2 separate regions of the Mus musculus genome follow, and region 1 is linked to region 2. Evidence: chromatin contacts called from public ChIA-PET data. All regions are on one chromosome and are shown on one strand. The core of a region is the stretch at or near the end of the contact, and the rest is flanking DNA. Distances in the headings are between cores, read along the strand shown.

Region 1 (6,198 bases), core at 2,344-4,843, 660 kb before region 2:
AAGTGCCAGAACTCCCAGGATCCTTGCCTCTTCCTGGGGGACTCCCACTTCTCCTCCAATGGTCCCACCACACACCCTGTTCAGCCTACCTTGACTGTAAGTCAGCAAGAAGCCCTGGCCCATGGGTGCTCTGGCCCCAGCATAGCTGTATGTAATGGTGACATTGCCCCCTGGTAGCTGCAAAGGGCCAGAAGGGGCCTCACACAGGGAGATTGGTGGCTGTAGAGGGGAGTGCAGGATTAAATGCTCTGAGCCACAGGCCAGATGCAGCTTCTGGAACCTATGAGGTACAGAAGAGCAAGACATGAGATGCTCTGGAGATTTGCTCCCCCACCCCCACCCCTGCCTCCCCTCTTGATGACAGGTCCCTGGTAGCCCAGGAAGCACAAATGCTTCCTTACCCATGATTCAAAGAGCCAAATGAGAACTCAGCCAATAGAGTCGATGGGGAAAAATATAAGCAAGGGGCAAAGTTCCAACAGAGGTGCCATCAGACCACAAGACCCTTCCTAGAGTCCTTTGAGAGAACCGATGTGTTCAGGGACCAAGGTGAGACCAGGGTTATTACTTTCCAGTTGTGGCAATACCATAACCCAAGCACAGTGCCCGGTAGTTAGCTGACAAAATGTATCTGTTCAATTAACCACAACAGCTCAGCTCCATAAGTGACAAGGGAAAATCTGAAGTCCCCAGGGCTGTACCACGGGTCAACAGTCTCTTTTTAGATTGTTCTCTCCTTTATATACCTTTCTGAATAAATTCTTTTGTGTTTCCTTTGTTTATTTTGTTTTTGAGATAGAGTTTCTTTATGTAGCCTTAGCTATCCTGGAACTCAGGATTTAGACCAGGCTAGCCTCGAAATCACAGACTAAGCTTGTCTCTGCCTCCTGAGTGCTGGGATTAAAGGCGTGTGCCACTACCATCCTGCTCTCTGGGCAAGTTCTCATCAAGTGAAATGTATGAGGCAAACTGCCAAATGACGTGGGCCCCAATGAGGAGTCTTAGGGGTACAGGGCTGGGATTGTTGCTTAGAGGTAGGGTGCTCTCATCTAGGATGTGTGAACCCCTGAGTTGTTTCCCAGTACTGAAAGCAAAATAAACAAAACAAAAACCACCAAAACCACACAGAAACCACAAACAACAAACCAACCAAATGAAAACCAAAAACCAAAAAATAAGAAAAAAGAAAAAGGAATACTGGGCATAGTGACTCCACAGGAAAGCCCAAAATCTGGGAGGATGAGATGGAGCTAACTTAATACCAACCTGCTGGGCTGCACAGTGAAATTCTGTCTCAAAACCAGAAAAAGGGGAGGGGGATGGGCTAGAGAGCTGGTTCAGCAGTTAAGAGCATCGAATGCTCTTCCAGAGGTCCTGAGTTCAATTCCCAGCAACCACATGGTGGCTCACAACCATCTGTAATGGGATCTGATGCCTTCTTCTGGTATGTCTGAAGAGAGCAATGGTGTATTCAGATAAATTAAATAAATAAATAAATCTTTAAAAAAAAAAGGAGAGGAGAGGAGAGGAGAGATAAGGGGAGAGGATGTGAGAAGAGAGAGGGGGGAGGGGGAGGGGAGGGGAAAAGGGACAGGGGAAGAGGAGAGGAAGGGGGAGGGGAGAGTAAGGATGGAGTAGTGCAATGCAGAAAGGCAGACCCAGAGAAGGTTTGTTTTGCTAGAGACTGAACCCAGGACTTCTGCACACTCCACACAAGCATTCCACCAATGAGCTAGTAATACAGTCCCAACCCTGAGGAAGGGACTAAGTTGATTAACAACTAGGCCACACTATGATTCAGGGACTCATCACAAGTCTAGCTGAACCCAGAATAATTTCTAGAGTCCTTTTGAGATGGACAGTCCCCAAGCTAAATATCCACCATAGCTAAGCCTTTACAGCAGACCCAGACAAACCAAATTCTCTTCTGCTGACAAGGATGGTAATATCATAGAAAGGTGATCAAAGGCTTTTTCAGAGGGAGAGGGAAGGGGCAGTAGAGAGAAATGGGGACTTGCCTTATTTCTCACCTGACAGTTACTGTCTGATCCTTGCTGCCCAGGATAACCCAGGTGCAGTTGGCAGGGGAGCTTCGGCTGTCCCGGCCTAGAGGCCTCTGTAAAGTGCCTTGTACTTCTGAGAGCACAGCTGGGGGCGCCTCACAAGCTAGAGGGAGAAGGGGGGGGAGACACTGGTAGAGTTCTTTAATATTCTTCTTCCCCTCTGAATGCCTCAAGATGGCAAAAATCTCCACCCACCAGTTACAGCCAACTGGTCCCTCTCCATTTTTTTTTTTTTTTGGTTTGTTTGTTTAAAAACAAAAACCTTTTGTAACCTAGGATATCCTCAAAGTCACTATATAGCTGAGGCTGGCCTTGAACTGATTCTCCTTCCTCTGCCTCTCAAGTGCTGGGATTATAGGAGTTGACAACCCTACTCCTTTTCCATATTCTTTATACTTCATCTTAAGTATTCACACTATAAGTAATGTTACTGTAGGCTTTGTGCCAGCCACAGGGTCAGTTGGCAGAGAAATACTGTTTCTACTCTCAGGAAGACCTTACCCTAACTAGGGAGACAAAACACGGATATTACACATAAAAAAACGAGATGGTTCTTAACAACTACCAGGTGCCAGTTCACATTGAGCCTCAGTTTCCCCTTCTGTAAAGTAATGGATGATACCTATTCTAAAATTACAGCAGACTCCAGGATCCAGGGGAGAGATTCTTTTCTCTAGGGTGCATCTTCATTCCCATGCCCCAGAACCCTAGGAACTCGCTTTACTTACCAGAACGTGGGAAAGTGATCCGGTCTGGGCGGGCCAGAGCACCTCCTAGAGGGGGAATCGAGAAAGGGCAGCAGAGAGAGTCAAGTTTTCTTCACCTGGGCAACTCCAAGGGGAGGCCCATCTGAGACTTCCGGACAGTTTATAGGAAGGGGTAGAGGAGCCGGAAGGAGGTGCGTGACCTCGCCGAAAGGTCGCCTTCCCTGGCTGTGAGTGGGAGGGACAGTGTGGGACAGCCCGAGAGGAGGCCGAGGCTCGACGGGGCGGCGGTCGCAGGGGTCGTGGGTCACCAAGGAGGGCGCGGGACGGCGGGCAGTGACACCGGGGCGGGGACTCTTACCGAGGAGGAGGAAAAGAAGAGGGAGGGCCGATAGCATCCTGGGTTGAACAGGGGTGCCGGCAGGGTCCCGGGGCGCCTCTTGTCTACCTGGCAGGAAGCTCCTCGCCGGGTGGGGGCTGCATAGCCCCGGTGCGACCCAGGCTCGGGGTGCCAGGGCTGGACGCACGGCGGAGAGGAACAGGCGTGACGCCTCTTGCTAACTTCAGAGTTGATCGCTCCTTACCAGTGCCCGGCGGTGCTCGCCCGGAAGGCCGCGAGCGCCCCGGCCAGGCCCGGCCGCACCTGCCGGGCTCGACGCTGCGTCCTCCGCGGACCAAACTTTGTGGACTGCCCGTCCCCGAGCCGGCGTGCGGCTCGGTCCCCGCGGCCCTTAGGGGACGGCGGCTTTGCACAGCTCGCGGTGCCCCAGCGGACCCCGGCCGAAGCCCAGCAGCCGGCGACGAGGGGCGCGGCCAGCTTGGCCCCACCCCTGCCAGTCACCGCGCGGCCACGCCCACCTGCGCTCAGCTCCTTTCCGGGTTGCTTTTGCCGTCACGCTCCGGATCGCCCTTTGGCTGCCGCCTGCGTTATCTTTCAGATGTGTCTTGTCAAAGGATGTCTGCTTTTCCCGCCGTAACTGCTACGTGTCTTTGGACCCTTAAATCCTCAGTACTTTTTCTTCACCCAGCGCCTTAGATCCCGTAGCGCTTCTGGTAGTAAGCCTTTACTGAACCAATTACCAGGCGCTATTATAATTATCTGTTACAATGTTTATTCATCACTCCCGCCCCCGCCTCAGCTTTGGAAACTGACACTTCCTGTAGGCTGGGGCCTAGACTGGGTACCTTTGTCCCAAGAGTGTTGCTTGCTCTCCTGCTGAGATGCAGTGATCTCTACGAATGGTAAAGACATAATATGGCTTCACTTGCTGGATCCGTGAACTTGAGAAAATTACTCCTCCGTTCAAGCAGTCCTGTAAAAATTGAGGGTCATGATAGTGTGACTCCCTCCTATGGTACTTGTGAACATTTAGGGTAACATTGTAGATTGAGCCCTAAGCACGTTGGCAGACATAGGAAGTGAGGTGTTTCTATCTGATAGCAACAATTATTCTCAGTTACAGGGTAGTATTATTAAATTTTGTGGGTTTCCGGTTTCCTGTGGCACAGGTGGGTAATATTTACAAAAGAATAACAAGTTGAATATTTTTTTTCACATTTCAGGCTTATACCTAAGTACATTTAGTATACATATAGTAAATATTTAACAGCGAGATGTTTGTTCCTCTTGTCAACAGTCCTGTGAGGTAGTCTATGGTTACTTCCATTTTACAGATAAGGAAGTGCTGGCATGGAGAAGTTTAGTAATACCTTCCCCAAATCTGAATATTCAAATCTGAATGGCTCCCACTGTTTTAAACAATTTGAGCACCAACATAGTGCCACAGGTGGGAAATTCCATACAGTAAAACTTTGTTTCATCTTCAGCATTGCTAAAAATACTTGATTAAATTTATCATCAGGCTACTTGTGATGTGTATATGAAACATGAATAAATGCCATCTACCTGTGTGCTGTGGCATACATTGCAACTTGTGTGTGTGTGTGTGGATGAATGATTAAAATAAATGTCAACAAATATTTTCAGTGCTTCTAGAGAATCACTCACCATCTGCTAGGTATTAATCATAGCATTTTGCATATATTATCTCACTGAAAGGTGACCACACCTCTGAGAAGTCAGTGTTGGAAACTGAGTCACAAATAGTTGAGATACCTTGTTTCTAAATCAAACTCTTGGCATATAAAAGAGCTAGACTCAGACAACAAGACTCAGTCAAGTTGTCTGGACCAGACTCCCTGCTGCTAGAGATGACATGGTAGATTCTAGAATCCTCAGATCAAAGACTTTGTTTGTTTTTGAGAGGTCTCTTGTATCCTAGGCTGGCTTTGAACTCCTGGTTCTCTTGCCTCTACTTCCAAGTGATGGCATCATAAACCCGTCACCATGTCCAGCTGGAACAAGAATTTTAACACCTGACTACTTTCTAGGATAGATTTTATGTAAAAACAGCTGGTCATGTTGGTGTATACCTTTAGTTTCAGCACTCAAGGGTTCAAGGCAGGTAGATCTTTACGGGTTTGAGACCTGTCTTGTCTACCTAGTAAGTTTCAGGCAAGCCAATACTACACAATGAGGCCCTATCTCAAATACAAACACACTTGACTGTTTGTAAATAAGGAACGAGGTTATCTGCCAACTAGTCACCTGTATTGAGATTTATTGCGCAACTTTCTGCAAACTACATTTCCCAGGTTCCCTTTCAGAATAATCTCAGTGCAGTCTCAGCTCTTGGGGAAGATTGGGATGAGGAGGAGGAAGGAGGATCCGGGATGTGCCCTACACCCCTGCTTTAACTTTGGGTGGGGCAGGAGCTATCTCTCTGCCCTGGTTTCAGCTGTGGCTGGGTAGCTTAACCTCTAGCTACTCAGGTTCTCCCCCTTCCTTCCTTCCTTCCTTCCTTCCTTCCTTCCTTCCTTCCTTCCTTCCTTCCTTCCTTCCTTCCTTCCTTCCTTCCTTCCTTCCTTCCTTCCTTCCTCAGCTTCTCTTGACTTTCTCAGCATCTCCTTTCAGAATTTTGGCAAATTTGTCTTATCTGTACATATTTCTTCCATGTACTCCCAACTTATTTCTCCCCAAGATTTATTTATTTATTTATTTATTTTGGTTTTTCGAGACAGGGTTTCTCTGTGTAGCCCTGGCTGTCCTGGCACTCACTTTGTAGACCAGGCTGGCCTCGAACTCAGAAATCCTCCTGCCTCTGCCTCCCGAGTGCTGGGAATAAAGGCGTGCGCCACCACTCCCGGCTCCAAGATTTATTTTTATGTGAGTATGACTGTGTGTGTGTGTGCCATGTCATGTCATGTCATGTCATGTCATGTCATGCCATGTGTAAGTACATGTAGAGGACATCAGATCCCCTGTGGCTGGAGTTAGCCTACAATTGTAAGTTGCTAGATGTGGGTGCTGGGTACTGCCCTCTGGAAGAGCAGCAAGCACTCTTAACTGCTCAGCCATCTCTCCAGCCCCC
Region 2 (5,977 bases), core at 2,647-5,146:
ATTAACTGAGAGATGCTCCTCCCTTGGCAATGACTGCTCTGTCGTCCTTTCTACTTACAACTGCACTTCTGAGAGCTGCAAGGTATAAAGGCTAGCTGAAGTGACAGGATTTTTTTTTTTCTTTCTTGCCCTTATAGACATTCAGTCTATGCAACAGTGCCCCCTTGTGGTCAAAGGTGGAAAAATTAGGCCTTCTTTGGTGTTAGGTTCATTGAAGCAATAAAATCTGGTGAAAGTGAATCTTAAGCAGATGATCTAATTTTATGAGTTAAGTAGTACTATTTAATCTTATGAGCTAGAAAATGCTACCGTCCTCGTTTTATAAACTAGAAAGCTTAAGAATGGAAGAAAGTGTGTGTCACAGCAAGTGACAAGCCTGGAGTTTCTCTCATTACTATGGCCAGGAAGGCCCATCAGTAATGACTAATGACTATGCACATTTATCACAACAGCCTTTTACAGTGTTAGCTGTCATATATAATGAACAGGAAATCAAAACTTTATAGAGCTAACTAGGTTTCATAAGGTCACAGACCACCAGCTTGTCTGCTCCTCTGAAGACCCAACAGTCTATAGGCCTCCCAGGAAATCTGCGGCACTTTTATTTTTTATTGCACATCTTATTAGTGAAGGAAAAAGAAAGAAGTGCAAACAGTGACGCTAGCCTTGTGGAGTGAGTGGGAGAACCGCTCTGCACAGGAGGAGGAACGACTGATAGGGCCAACAAAGGAGGTACAATCAGTGATGGCCATGGAAGTCCTAAGTAAATTCTACTTAAGCAGCGGTTGGGTGGGGAGGTCCTGACACATGTCCCCAAACAAAGATCTCTGGGAGGACAGAACCACTAGCACCAGGGTTATGGAGGAGCACAGAACCACAAACCCGAGAATCAAGGCAAAACTGTCAGCTAAAGCCTTGCTTCTGTAGTCAGAGTCTCCTTAGGGAACAGTGACAGTCAGAGGATGCGAGCCACCGCTGCCTTTAGTTAAAAGATGCCCTGATGGTTGCTTAGAAAGTAATAAAGAAAGAACAAAATAATTATTGAAGGACCATAAAAGCATCAGGCAAGCCTGTTTAGATTAGAGGACAGTCCAGCTAGACTCTAAAGATACTGATTTTTTTTTTCTCAAAAGTGATTTTTTTTTTTGGCAGGTGATTTGGGGAAATGGAATGATTTCTTTCCCTGAATGTAGAAGCAACTCTTTGACCTACCAGTACCATTTGCAAATCTGTTTAGAACTCAGCCTGGCATAGCAGTACCCCATAATCCTGCTACCAGCTTGTCTTAGTTAGGATTTCTATTGCTTCAGTGAAACATGGAGGCCAGAAAGCAAGGAGGGGAGGGAAGAGTTAGTGTGGTCCAATCAAGGAAGGAAGACAGAACTGGAATGCAAACCGGACAGGAACCTGGAGGCAGGAGCTGATGCAGAGTCCAAGGAGGGGCTCTACTTATTGCCTTGCTCTCCATGGCTTGATCAGTCTCTTTCTTATAAAACCCAGATCTGCCATCCCAGGGAATGGAACGACCCACAATAGGCTGGGCCCTTCCCCATCAATCACTAATGAAGAAAATGCCCTATAGTCTAACTGCAGCCCATTCTAGCACGGAGGAGCTTCCCCGACCCCCGCCGTGTTGTTTGACCTCTATGGTGAATCTATTCTTGTGTTCTAATTTTAACAGCAACAATCATAAATTCCGAAGTATCACATAATTGAACAAGTCAGGAAATCTTTGGGCATCTGTTTTTCTCCATCAGTTACTCTTGCTCCCGTATCTCGGGTTGTTTTCTAAACACAAAAAGTGAAGAGCGATGGACATAAGTTAGCAACAAAGAAGGGGGAGGGAGGGAGGGAAGGAGGGAGTAATGGAAGGAGAGAGAAGGGTGGGAGAGAGAGAGAAGGGGCAGAGAGGGAGAAAACAAGCTCAGACATCCTCTCTGCCGTGTGTAGTCATGCCGAGACTTATCTACAAGACATGCCATTACTTCCAGCCTCCACTAACCCATATAACAGGGCCTTATGTCATCAGCCTGCCAGTCCTTCTGAGCCCTCCTACATTATTACAGCAGGGGAAGGCTGCATTTCCCCCAGACAGTTCCTACTACACCACGTTCAAACCAGTTTAAGCTATGAACACTAGAGGGCAGCAAAGCCAGCGTTAAGTCACAAAAGTTAGTTGGCCATCAGGTCGACAGTCCTTTAGGAAAGAGCTTCGCACTTCATTTTCCCTAGGGAGGAGTTTGCTACAGCTGGATTCCCACAGCAGGAAAACAGATAACAATTTCACATTTGAGTAAAGCTACACCGAGACAAGGAACACAAACCCCGATCGGGCGACGCGCTCCTAATCTGCCCCTCAGGTTCTTTGTACTTCAGAGCACAGGAGTGCAGGTGTGACACCGCAGATGCTCAGCCCTGCTAACAGATGAGCTCATTACCCTCTTGTTTTGTTTTAAATCTGTGGATAGTTGCACAGTCTGTACTTAGGGTTGGAATCGTTTTCTCAAAGTCCCTTTAAAAGCCATTTGAAACAGTTATGGCACCACCACCGAGGGTCCAGTCTTGCTGCTCTTTTACAGAAAGAAGTCATCGTTTTTTTTTTTTTTTTTTTTTTTTTCTCTTAGCTCCAGGTGTCACTTCCTCATGACTCAGGGTGCTGTGCTGACCTCAATAGAGAGGGGAGCAATCAGAAGTTTATTTTCATTTGTCTGGCGAGTAATGATATAAAGTGCCTGGAGTAACTGGATATTCATATTTCTGAAATAGCTGGGTTTTGATATTTTCATTGATTTTATTGACTCAAGCAAGTTTGTTCCTACTTTGTGTTTTCTGAGTCTTCTTCCAAAACTATGCGTTGTAAATGTGGTTTTACAGATTATTCTTTGACTTTTTCATCTTTTCTTTTTGGGCTGCTCATAATTTCCACCTCCGTTTTAAATAATAGATTTTATTTATTGAATGTGTGTTCTTTTCTTAAAGATTTGTTTATTTTATGTGTATGAATGCTGAGTGTTTGTCTGCATGTTTGTATGTGTGCCACATGAATGCCTGGTGCCCACAGAGGTCTTAAGAGGGCACTGGATCTCCTAAGACTGAGGTTATGGAAGGTTGTCAGCCACCATGTGGGTGCCGCCAGACAAACTTGGATCTTCTGCAAGAGTAACAAGCTCTCTTAAGTGACAAGTCATCTCTCCAGTCACAACCCCCCCTTCTTAGTTGTGTTTTTTTAAACAAAATACAATTACAGATATGTTTATAGAAAGCTTTAAAGTTTCCTTTATTCTGTTTAAGAACTTTTAGAATGGTTTCTCCCAAATAACTTCAGTTGTTTCACACAATAAGTCTTTCTTAAGGACATTTCCCATATGTCTTCCCATTAACACATAATGAAGAACTACACCTAAACAAACACTGAAGACTGGATTTTTCCTTCATGTCTGTCACACTTTTTGGATTAATCACAGAGGCCAGTTTGAGGAACTCGTCATCAAATCTATGATTTCCTGATCAAGGACATTCTTCTATTAAAAATAAATCCAGTGCTGGACTGACTGTGGGCTTCAGTTAAGAGAAGGAAAAGCTATGTGTAAAACCCGGCTGTAGACATTGGAGTATTCATAGAAACAAAGGCCACGATCATTCTGAAACTGCTTCCGGATTAAACTCAGTGCAAGTGTGTTTATGGGTGTACTAAGCATGTTTTCCTAACCTTCCACTAATTTACATGTCTTAACATAAGATGTGCTGCTGAAAGATAACATTGTGTCTTACAGGATTTCAGTAGTGGAGTCATAGAGTGTTAGCAGGAAATGTGACTTGGCTAGAAGACCAACTATCACCCACAGACATGGCTCCTCTTTCTGTCTCCTCTTTGGGGAGAGTTATGACGTAAACAGGAAGCCCAATGTTTCTATGTCTTCATTTGAACTATAAGTGTTGTTGAGGGAGGTGCAGGATGGTGCCAAGTTCACAAGTGGGCATTGTGGTAGATTTACATTGTCTCAAACACCTGGCCATGATACTTCCCAAAGTTGCTTCCTTACACATTAGGACTGGCCATGAGAGAAACCATGCAGGGTAGAAGGTGGGTGTTATCTCTGCATGTTGGCCTGGGCTTCAGGTACTCCTGTATGTGCTTATCAATTTAACAGCTTCTCTTCCCTTTTAAAATTTATTTCTCTTTTCATTCCTTAGAGATGGAGACAGCACTCAAGGCTTTGTGCATGTTAAGAGAATACTCACACTCAGTTACATGCTCAGCCCATCAGCTCTCTTATTGTACCTCCCCCACTTTCCACTCTGCCTCCTCCTTGAGCTGCTCTGTGTACATTCTCCATAGTGCAGATCCGGGTGTAGTTGTTGGGATGAACAGTTGAACTCATGTCCTTGCCCTTTCCCTACTAGGCTTTGTTTTAACTGTGTACAAGCAAAGATGCAGGACCACAGGGAGTAACAAGAGGAAGAGATTAGCCCATGTACACATGTACAGTGGTACCAGTTAACTGCTTCCCAAGGTCACCCTCCGGACAGTATTAAAGGAGGTTTGTCCTTGTGAACCGCAGGTATCCTCATTACATCCTTTCGGGTCACAGTTCAGCCAAGTGTCTTTCCATCATCCATCCAGTTTTCCTTCCCATGTGTTAGTCCAACTCCTCTGCAGATATGGGCAAGGAAAATAGCTTTGCACAGAGTTCCCACTAACTCTTGGAACCATGTGATTTATAACTTTTATAATTGACCTCTTCCTCTTGTTACTCACTGTGGTCCTACGTCTTTGATTGCACACAGTTAAAACAAAGCCTAGTGGGAAGAAGGCAAGATCATGAGTTCAACTGACAATCCCAACAACGACACCAGATCTAAGCTGTGAGCATCTTTAAATGAAACTAACACTTTATTATGGGATAGTTATCACCTCTAAAAATCTTTACACACGTTCTGTGCGATTTACTTATGATTCAAGGATTCAAGACATAGTGTAGCTGAGGAAAGCTACTCCTGACAACTGTTTTCAAAGAAGACAGTTTCTCTTGTAAGTATCCTCTGATCCAGACCACAGATAAAGCGCCCATGGCAGGAGCTGCCCTCTTGCCTGGAGTCTGCAGGTGTGTATCTCAGGCGGGATCCTTCAGCAGAGGCTAGCTCAAGTGAGCTCCTGGGTTTTTGTCCAGGGTTTACTATCACTTCAAACCCTGTGGGGCCTGGAGAGCACAGAAATAGTTCACGGAGTTTTCCAGAGGTACAACTAAATGGCGAGGCTAGTGGAGCTAGCTGATTTCTAGAAGAAGACAGAACAGAGACCGGTCTCTGCACTCTCACTAAAAGAACTTTGGCAGACTAGGAAAATATCTTACCTGGAAATTTGTTTGGGCCAAGAAAGGTGGTGTGACTTCTGAGCAGGGTGACGACTTCTTCACCATCTGAATGGGTCTGAAAGGACTTGAGGTGCTTTCTAGATCCCGTGGGAACAATCAGAAAACAGATGATGGTTTGGTGCAGAGAATAAAATACGGTGGAAACAGGCCGATCTATAAATGACCGACAACCTAACTGAACGCACAGTCAGCTCTTCTCCAATCCCTGTTGTCCCGCCAGGTCTGAAGCATCACGTGCCTGGGAGCAATGTCCCCTTGTTAATATCACTAGTTAAATATGAATCATCTATTCCAGAGATATACAAACATTAACATGCAGCAGGCAGAGAGCAGTGTGTGAGACATGTTCCTCTGCATAATCATGTACTCTTTGTCTCGGCTCAGAGTTCTGAGTACATATATGTTACCTCAGTTATGCTATGCCCCAACCAGGAAATGGATTGCCCCAGGTTCACAGGCCACAGGATTGAACACAGACGAGAAAAAGCATGGCTCACCACAAACCGTTGCTTCTTATCTCCTTGACTTTCCCTGGTAATTAAGTCAGGTAGTAACTGAAAACAGAGAGCTGTGAAAGCCAGTAGCTTTGAGGGCTGGAGCTG

The links. ChIA-PET counts read pairs in DNA pulled down with a chosen protein or histone mark.
Region 1: an RNA polymerase II ChIA-PET map of memory CD8 T cells shows a contact between it and region 2, with 67 read pairs. The contact joins the promoter of Lrp10 here to the enhancer-like site in region 2. A contact is called at or near these places in 1 of 39 promoter capture datasets (cranial neural crest) and 4 of 115 datasets of contacts at active chromatin or transcription factors (bone marrow-derived macrophages, effector CD8 T cells, large pre-B cells and 1 more).

The regions. Positions count from the first base shown.
Region 1 is chr14:54,461,542-54,467,739 of GRCm38.p6, reverse strand. Lrp10 (low-density lipoprotein receptor-related protein 10) reads right to left here and starts at 3,593. Exons shown (of 7, transcript NM_022993.3): 1 at 3,129-3,593; 2 at 2,792-2,836; 3 at 2,031-2,166; 4 at 90-280. The coding sequence starts at 3,165.
Region 2 is chr14:53,800,595-53,806,571 of GRCm38.p6, reverse strand. It overlaps Tcra. Among named protein-coding and RNA genes, the nearest start is that of Gm30392, 190 kb to the left of the region's middle. Within about 2 kb of position 3,896, at least 21 of the 459 cell types and tissues checked have an H3K27ac peak or open chromatin away from gene starts, as enhancers often do. A contact at or near this core is called in memory CD8 T cells, where this site is marked.